Linked DNA regions of Mus musculus: regions 1 and 2 are each linked to region 3. Evidence: chromatin contacts called from public HiChIP or PLAC-seq and promoter capture Hi-C data. All regions are on one chromosome and are shown on one strand. Each heading gives the region's core, a stretch centred on a gene start, on an enhancer-like site or on the middle of the called end of the contact. The rest is flanking DNA. Distances are from core to core; before and after follow the strand shown. Region 1 has its middle 41 kb from the start of Gm33819. Region 2 has its middle 73 kb from the start of Gm33819. Region 3 holds the start of Car13 (carbonic anhydrase 13).

Region 1 (2,700 bases), core at 17-2,516, 560 kb after region 3:
GTTTACTGCCCAAGCAAGTGGAGGGTTCTCCGGCACCTACCTAAATGCCAGGAGGGCATGGAGGCTTTGCTGTAATTCCACCACTCCTTCAGCAGAGACAAGGGTCACTGAAGCAAGCTGACTAACAAGAGTAACTGCAATAGCAAGGTCTGGGGTCACTGCGAGATACTGGTCAATTAACAATATAGCAGTGAGCAAGAAGACTTCTGTTACCTCCACATGCATGTGCAGAGGTTTGCACACTCAACCAGACACATAGATTCACACACGGACAGACATGTATACATATCACAGACACACACAAAAACACAAACAAAAAATAAACAGTTCAAGTGTATCAAATGAATCACTATGTGATGATCTTCATGCAGATCATTATTAATGTAGAACAAGGCATGTAATTAAACTTTGTTAAATTTTTCAAAACAAACCTGTGTTTTGAATACACTCATATTTGAAATATAAAGTGCTTTTCAGACAAAAGACAGCTCCTTTGAGCAAATGCAGTATACAGATGGTATAGGAGATTAATAGAAAATTTAAAAGGAAAAAAAAAAAAAACCAGAGACTAGAACAGGGTACATTCTGTTTATCTGCGCATTCACAGTGACAAGCATTTGTAAATGAACCTTCCTTTGATGCTGGCCCCATGGTAAGCTCACAGAGAGCTCCAAGGCTGTGCTTCATCATGAGTCTTCAGATGGAAGCTTGTCAATAACAATATGCAGTGATTCGCAGCAGGACTGAATCCTACCTGACCACTCAAGCAGAGGACCCTGAACCTCTGCTGTTGCTCATCTGGCACATCCTCATCAAAGCAGAGAGTGAGACAGAGCAGGACATTGTCGTGTTCTCTCAGCCACAGCTTGCTATCCCACCAGGCCTTCCCTACACAGCAAATCTTCTCTTCCATAAGCACGCAGTGATGCAAACGTTGCAAAACCTTTTCCTCCAACTTAGAAAGGCCAGGTGATTTTTTGCTATTGTTGTTGTTTTTAACAGTTAACATTCCCAGCAATTTGGCCTATATGCTCTTCATCAGGCATATTATTTGGATGTAGGAAGCGAAAACCTGTGATACACTATCTAAATATATGGCCTCACAGAGTTCTTACATATTGAACCAAGAGAAAAATGTTTCCAAGGACCTCAGAGAGTGGAATCTAGTAAGTATGTATTGCAATAGACTACAAAAAGGACTCAAAGGCAAAGCTGTATAGCCTGGTGGAAGGCAAAATTACCCTTCTCTTCCAACTTTACAAGAAAAGAGGAAGTAGGAGCAGAAGCCAAGCGCTCCTTGTAAAGGCAAGCAAGATGCTTTCGCCGTGGCCTAAGAATGCTAATAAAACATTAGTGTCTAGTCTATTGGAAACTGAACATTGGTCTCATAAGATATCAATACTCCTCAAATATTCAGGTAGCTGCAGCCTGAGTCACAGCATACAGGAATTAAAGGCAGGCAAAGGGACAAGTTTTAAAGTAAAGACCCGTCAAATTGTGTTTTAAAGAAAAGGAGCTGATAGAACAAGAGAGCTTCTATTAACTTACATTAGGGTAATTTTAAAGGATCTTAAAGGACTTTTGCTAATGTCTATTTAAAATATGAATATGTTGAGATGCTATCCTACATATGTTTGAATTCATTAAAAATAAACTCAGCCATCAATAATGTGTGGGTCTTGCACTGAAGACAGAAATAAAAGTACTCTTTCTTGGTGTCCTTTAAAACAGGATCCAGCCCAGATTTGAATGCTCTAATTCATTCTTCCTGTCTTTTATTGTCCCTGCCTGCCTGTTATCCAAATGTGAAACTGCATGAATGGTGTCCCTGTGTCTGTGGCCCTGTGATTCTGAGTGTGTGTGCCCCCACCTAAAGGCTTTGCTCTCTTCTTTAATGAACAATACAGAAAGTCTTGCATGGGGGGGAAGGAGTCAGGGAAATCTTTAACAGAATTTTACAAGGAATTAAGTCACTGACTCCAACTAACCTAGATAAGAAACAAACATTAAGCAGTACCTGAATAGTGTTTTCATGTATTTATGCTGGATTTTCACTATATAAGGCCACTTTTAGTCCATTTTCTGTTTCTATAAAATGATTATCACAATACACATGCAATGCTCTCTGGGTCAGATAAATGAAAGAATACATATTTTAAGAGTACAGCTATGCCTTAGCTTAGGTTGTAAAAGCTGGTTACACTGGAAATGCAAGGCAAGTAATGTTGGTTGTTTTACTGTCTTCTTAACAGGCTGAGTACACAGGAGGATGTCAGTCTTACTTAAGTGGCCTCAAGGGATTATATTAACTGGCTGTGAGGTCCAACAAAAGTTCCAGTCTTTTAGAGTATAAGATATATTTTTATCATAATGCATACCACAGTTACCTGTTTATTTTGCTTCTCATTAGTTACATAAGAGAAAGTAGTTACTAAAAAATATTTGCTTAAATGAGGGCATTCAGTAATGCTTGTTATCTGTTTGTAGCATGCAGAGGTTTCATTTGGGGAATGAACTCACCAATTACATCTATCACCATGAAGACAGGTATATAACTCCTACATTAGGAATGAGATAGAAAATATTGTGATAATAATATGAAGACCTATGATACTAGCCTTGAGTGACATTTGAAACTCAACTTATTAACCTGTAGTTTAATTGTAATCATTTCATAACCTGTGATCAATGGTCCACTAC
Region 2 (3,035 bases), core at 501-3,000, 590 kb after region 3:
TCCAGCACTCAAGAGGCTGAAGTAGGAGCACCATGAGATTAAGTCCAGCCTGGAGTACTTAGCAAGGAAGACACAGTCTCAAAAATAAACAGACAAATAAAAGAACATCCTCTAGCTTGGCTAGAGCTTGGTGATAGAGACCAGTTTTAGAGAACCAGCCAGCTTTGTCACTGAATCTGTCTTTCAGCAGTCAACCAGACCTAGGAAAACACCAATTTTTTTTTTTTGTCTTTTTATTTGAGTGGACCTTATTATTGGTAGGTGCCAAGAAGCAGCAGTAATTTAATCAAGTTCCATGAAATGTGGGAACCTCTGTGAATTTTGTGGGAAAAATATTATTGCCTTAAAGATTGGTAACAACACCCCTGACCTCTCTGTTATTCATATAAGAATACCAGCTTTTTTCTGTATATGTTTGCTGTTCTGATATGTGACTTAATAGGAGCAGCATTATGCTTTTGGAATATGTTTAAGACCCATGAGTTCCAAACATGGACATTTTAAACTATTTAATTATAAGTCTAAATGCATATATACGTAATTTTAAACCAGAACTATTGTTTCTTTTTTTGCATTTCTTTTTTATTATTTCCTTTATTTACATTTCAAATGTTATCCCCTTTCATAGTTTCCCCTCCAAAAATCCCCTATCTCCTCCCCCTTCCCTCTGCTCACCAACCCACCTACTCTCACTTCCTGGCCCTGTCTTTCCCCTATACTAGGGAATAGAACCTTCACAGGACCAAGGGCCTTTCCTTCCATTGATGACTAACTAGGCCATCCTCTGCTACATATGCATCTAGAGCCATGAGTCCCACCATGTGTTTTCTTTGATTGGTGGTTTAGTCCCAGGGAGCTCTGGGGGTACTGGTTAGTTCATATTGTTAGAACTATTGTTTCTTTAGAGGGAAACACACAGAGACACACAGAGACACACAAGACACATAGACAGACAAACAGGACAGCAGGACAGACACATACACACAGGGGAGAGAGAGAGAGAGAGAGAGAGAGAGAGAGAGAGAGAGAGAGAGAGAGAGAGAATGTATGTTTCGGTGGTCTTCCCAATGGAAATAGTTTTTCCTACAATACTTCTGAACTTAGGTAACTCTTTTGTCAGTAGTGTTGATGAGTCGGGAATTCAATTATACTTGCCATAAGTTTCACAATAAAACTATTATTTCCGAGCTACTATGAAATCATACTAAGAAAAACAACGTGTATAATAAAAGTTCAATTAATATAACTGTGAGGAAATGATGTCTCATATGTTTGTGGGACAGTGGACTGTGCTAGGAAACTTGGAATGGTTGAGTGAGTTGGAAACTATAGAAACTCTGAGAGGAAGGCAGGAGCTTCACCTGCTTCTGACTAGGCTCTTGCCAGGTGACCACACTCGTTACATAGGAATGTGAGCTTTATTCATGTAGATCAGGATACTCGTTACATAGGAATGTGAGCTTTATTCATGTAGATCAGGATAGAATTCTCCACGCTAATTGAGTATTTAGAGGCCCCGAGGGTTTAGCCCATAAGCTTCCCTTCTTGGACATCCCTTCCTGCAAAAGTTATTTAATCTCTGGTCCTCCTTAAGGAGGTGGTATGCACCTATTTTTCACGACGAACAATCAATAAACAGTTTGGAGCCAAAGACACTTTTTTTTTAAAATCAAGAATCGCCATGGAGAAACCCTTTGCCTACAGAGCCGCACAGTCTGCCTCCTGCAGAAGGCCTCTCCACACTCCTAGATAATCACTGCTAAGCCAAGAGCAATTGCAGGCGAGCTAAGCTGGAGTCCCTCATTCCCCGTGGCCTAGGCCTTGTCCTCAGCCCACAGCCTTCTTCGCTTCCCTCCTTCTCACGACACAGTGGTATCTCCAGGAGTTTGGGACTCCTTGAGGTACCTGTTGGCCTCCTTCGTTCCCAACTCTGGTGTTCAGCGGCGACTGGACACCTGGGAGCTTGGGAACCCCCAGCTTCAGCTTCCCACATCTTTGGCTGTGTTTTCCTGCCACCTGAGCTGATCAGTGTTTCCTGAGAGTCCATCACTGGACAGTGGGCATAAGGTAAGTGTAGACTAGCGTCTGAGTGTCAGGCAGAGTTTTCACAACTCAGTGGAACGTGGAACGTGGAACAATATCAGTTTATCCAAAGAACATTTTTACCTCTGAGAATGAAATTTCTACTACATTTCCTACTTTATTTGAATAAATTTCTATAATGTAAAAGTGAAAGTACAATTTATAAACACTATATATATATCAGAGAGAGAGAAAGAGAGAGACAAGGACAGAGAGACAGAGACAGAGACAGAGGAAGGTGCTGGATAGGGAGCACCTCCTTAGCATCCACACCACACTTGAAAATTATGCGCGTGTATGCTATGCTAGAAATATAGAATAAGAGATATGAGGAGTCGCACAAGGTCAATACTGCTACATTTTCTCTTTTAATAACATTTCTTATTGTAATTGTTTTCCAGAAAACTCAAATTCTTACTTGTCTATCCACATCTTTGTTGAGGTCTCTGCTATGCTGCTACATGTAATTTTGCTCCTTAGAAAACCCTTAATCATTCTCTTACCACAAAAGGGCCATTATTATAAACACATCCCATGTGCCTGTCAGTTAACATCGCCAGCCTTTGGTATGTACCACAGTAATATGAGATCAAAGAGCTTCTCTTGCTCAAGTCATCCTTTAAGAAGGAATTTAAAAAATTCTTTTGTTTCTGCCTGACCTAGTTCCTAGATATTACATGATATCTTCTAAAAAGTATGACATTGTGATTATAATTGTTCTTTTTTTTTTCTCAAAAGGAGAAACGACTTTCCCCGTGGCTGTGTTCCACTTTTTTAGGAAACTGTCTGGCACATGACTGAAACTTGCAAAACGCACGCAAATTGAATGGATAAGTACTCTAGATGCCAGGCTGCAGTGCTCTTTGTTATCTGTATTGGGAGCAAACCAGTTCTTCTGCCTGGGCTCTTGGAGTCTGCTGTACTGAGAATCAGTTTAAGAAAAGAGGGAGGCT
Region 3 (3,024 bases), core at 164-2,663:
GAAATGAACCCACACACCTATGGTCACTTGATCTTCGACAAGGGAGCTAAAACCATCCAGTGGAAGAAAGACAGCATTTTCAACAATTGGTGCTGGCACAACTGGTTGTTATCATGTAGAAGAATGCGAATCGATCCATACTTATCTCCTTGTACTAAGGTCAAATCTAAATGGATCAAGGAACTTCACATAAAACCAGAGACACTGAAACTTATAGAGGAGAAAGTGGGGAAAAGCCTTGAAGATATGGGTACAGGGGAAAAATTCCTGAACAGAACAGCAATGGCTTGCTCTGTAAGATCGAGAATTGACAAATGGGACCTAATGAAACTCCAAAGTTTCTGCAAGGCAAAAGACACCGTCAATAAGACAAAAAGACCACCAACAGATTGGGAAAGGATCTTTACCTATCCTAAATCAGATAGGGGACTAATATCCAACATATATAAAGAACTCAAGAAGGTGGACTTCAGAAAATCAAATAACCCCATTAAAAAATGGGGCTCAGAACTGAACAAAGAATTCTCACCTGAGGAATACCGAATGGCAGAGAAGCACCTGAAAAAATGTTCAACATCCTTAATCATCAGGGAAATGCAAATCAAAACAACCCTGAGATTCCACCTCACACCAGTCAGAATGGCTAAGATCAAAAATTCAGGTGACAGCAGATGCTGGCGTGGATGTGGAGAAAGAGGAACACTCCTCCATTGTTGGTGGGATTGCAGGCTTGTACAACCACTCTGGAAATCAGTCTGGCGGTTCCTCAGAAAACTGGATATAGTACTACCGGAGGATCCAGCAATACCTCTCCTGGGCATATATCTAGAACAGTCTTCGAAGGTGAGTTTCTACTGTTCTGTAGGAGCGCACACACTTCTCTTCTCAACTCCTTCCTTCTTGCACAGTCAGAATGGCAGTAAGAGTTAAGAACCAAGAATCCAGTAAGTTTGGCTTCTTCTATGCAGGGCCAAGTCTGCAAGATGCTGGAGTAAGCAAAAAGGAATCAGAGAAGTGAGTTATGCAGATGGAAAGGCTGGAGCTGTCGGGGAAGGGAGGGCTGGCCCGGGGAGGTGAGCACTTCCTAACTAGTAGTTCTTATTTTAAGTGGTGGTTATTACAGCTATCGGCATTGATGTATGTGCATGTGTAATCACCACTGCCACCTCCATCAAGGTCCCCTGCATTTCCCAGACAAGATCTCCAACTCCAGCAGCAGCTCCTGCCTGGGTGAGTCATTTCCAGAAGGGCTTTTTCTGGGGTGGACTTCTCAGAAGGCAGGAAATCCCCATTGGAAACCTTTCTGGCTGCTGAGCACAGATCCCTTTCCCCACTCGGGCGCCCCCTGCGGGTGACGACCGTGCCCTCGGGTTTCGGGTTCCCGGGTTCGGGGTGCGGGCGGCCCCGCCCTCCACCCAGGCCCGCCCAGCTCCTTGGCGCGGGCGCCCTGCCACAGGTCCACAGTGTCCCTGCCACAGGCTCTCCATCGAGGACCATGGCGAGGCTGAGCTGGGGGTACGGCGAGCACAACGGTGAGCGCGGGCTTCCAGAGGGGGCTGATGGGGGCTTGAGGGAGCTCTGAGCCCCGTGGGGGGGTTGGGGGTCAGGGCCTGGTCCCCGCCGGCTCTCTCCAGAGTGGACGGCGGCATTCATTCAACTTCACTGGAAAAGCTCACTGCTGTCCCGAGAAAGCTTAAGAGGTCAGAAGTCAGATGACACATTTGTAAGGAAACAAGGACAACTGAGCCGCGAGAGCTCCCAGATCACTAAGTCACGGGACGCCTTCCAGGCGCTGTTGAAGCAATCTTGGTAACTTGTAATTTGCATACTGACTTGAAGTTAACTTGGGGCTTGTTCTTCAGTCTTACTTTCCTACCGTACCCATCCTTTCAGAGACCAAGGTTTAGCAAACGATTATAGAAATTATAATATGGTGTTAAATATATTTATTGATAAGCATGGCAACTTTTCTTCATCGCCTAAGTGTATTAGGGATAAGACATTCTTCTTGTTCATCGTTTGAACTGATTGCTTCAATTAATTACTCAAAAGAATTGCAAAGAAAAACTGGGAAAGCACTGATAGTCTTCAAAATGGAGTTTGTGGATAATAATATCAAAAACTTAAATTAGCATATACGTTATTGGATAATATTCTATAGTACATTTAATGAAAGTTTACGGAAAGTTTTCCCTTCTTTTATTTTATTTTCCCCCTTTTTGTGTTTTGAGACGAATCTTACTCTGTAGCTTAGTCTGGGCAGAACTTGTGGTCATCCTCTTTTCTTGGATGGAAAAAAAAAACTCGTTTCTTATTGCAGCTTATTTGAGGTCGTGATGACATTAATGTTATTTTTAAAATGACATCAGATGAAGTTTAGATTTTTATGAATGACATTTATAATTTAGATGAATTTCTTAAGCCAAAATAGCAATCTTATGTTTCATTACCTTCTAATTTGTGTGTTTGAAAGACAATCTTTACACATTTCAGTTTTGTCTCTGAAATCATTTTGTTTGTTGTTATTTGGCAGTTATTAGGTGCCAGTAGTGGTACCCTCTCTGTGGTTAGGGAGAAGGTTGTGTTAGCCAGTAGGTACTGATTGTACCCGAATAGGTACCCGAATAAGTATTGGTTTCAATAAAATTCTCCAGAAAATTTAAAATTTCAACTTAGAAAGGGCATTATAATGAGGAGTTGTTTTACATCTTGTTCATTTTTTAAATCTTAAAAAAGATTTATTCTTTTTTTAAAAAAATATGTTTATGAATTTTTGACTTGTATGTTGTGGAAGTTAGAAGAGGGCATTAGATCAACAAGGACTGCTGCTGGTTTTAGCCTCCATGTGGGCCGGGAAATCGAACCCAGGTGCTCGGCAAGAGTATCAAGTGTTCTAACTGCTGGACCTTCTCCCCAGTCCCCAGTTTACATTCTAGCTAGGAGTTGCAGAACCATTCTTCTCGCAGAAACAGTGGTTTTCAGAGGACCACACCTTGAAGTTAGATTATGAGATTATGTTGGAAG

Evidence for each region. Promoter capture Hi-C pulls out the DNA fragments that hold promoters and counts their contacts. HiChIP or PLAC-seq counts read pairs in DNA pulled down with a chosen protein or histone mark.
Region 1: a contact with region 3 is called in a promoter capture Hi-C map of pre-B cells. The contact joins the enhancer-like site here to the promoter of Car13 in region 3. A contact is called at or near these places in 15 of 39 promoter capture datasets (the 3T3-L1 cell line, 3T3-L1-derived adipocytes, the C10 cell line and 11 more), 1 of 15 datasets of contacts at CTCF or cohesin (large pre-B cells) and 2 of 9 other capture datasets (adipose tissue and embryonic stem cells).
Region 2: a contact with region 3 is called in an H3K27ac HiChIP or PLAC-seq map of embryonic stem cells, with 5 times the contacts expected there. The contact joins the enhancer-like site here to the promoter of Car13 in region 3. A contact is called at or near these places in 12 of 39 promoter capture datasets (the 3T3-L1 cell line, the C10 cell line, the HPC-7 cell line and 7 more), 1 of 15 datasets of contacts at CTCF or cohesin (large pre-B cells), 1 of 484 Hi-C or Micro-C datasets (embryonic stem cells), 5 of 115 datasets of contacts at active chromatin or transcription factors (embryonic stem cells, large pre-B cells and stem cell-derived neural progenitor cells) and 2 of 9 other capture datasets (embryonic stem cells and macrophages).

The regions. Positions count from the first base shown.
Region 1 is chr3:15,197,020-15,199,719 of GRCm38.p6, forward strand. No RefSeq gene overlaps it. Among named protein-coding and RNA genes, the nearest start is that of Gm33819, 41 kb to the left of the region's middle. Within about 2 kb of position 1,267, at least 12 of the 459 cell types and tissues checked have an H3K27ac peak or open chromatin away from gene starts, as enhancers often do. A contact at or near this core is called in pre-B cells, where this site is marked.
Region 2 is chr3:15,228,976-15,232,010 of GRCm38.p6, forward strand. No RefSeq gene overlaps it. Among named protein-coding and RNA genes, the nearest start is that of Gm33819, 73 kb to the left of the region's middle. Within about 2 kb of position 1,751, at least 16 of the 459 cell types and tissues checked have an H3K27ac peak or open chromatin away from gene starts, as enhancers often do. A contact at or near this core is called in embryonic stem cells, where this site is marked.
Region 3 is chr3:14,640,314-14,643,337 of GRCm38.p6, forward strand. Car13 (carbonic anhydrase 13) reads left to right here and starts at 1,414. Exons shown (of 7, transcript NM_024495.5): 1 at 1,414-1,532. The coding sequence starts at 1,496.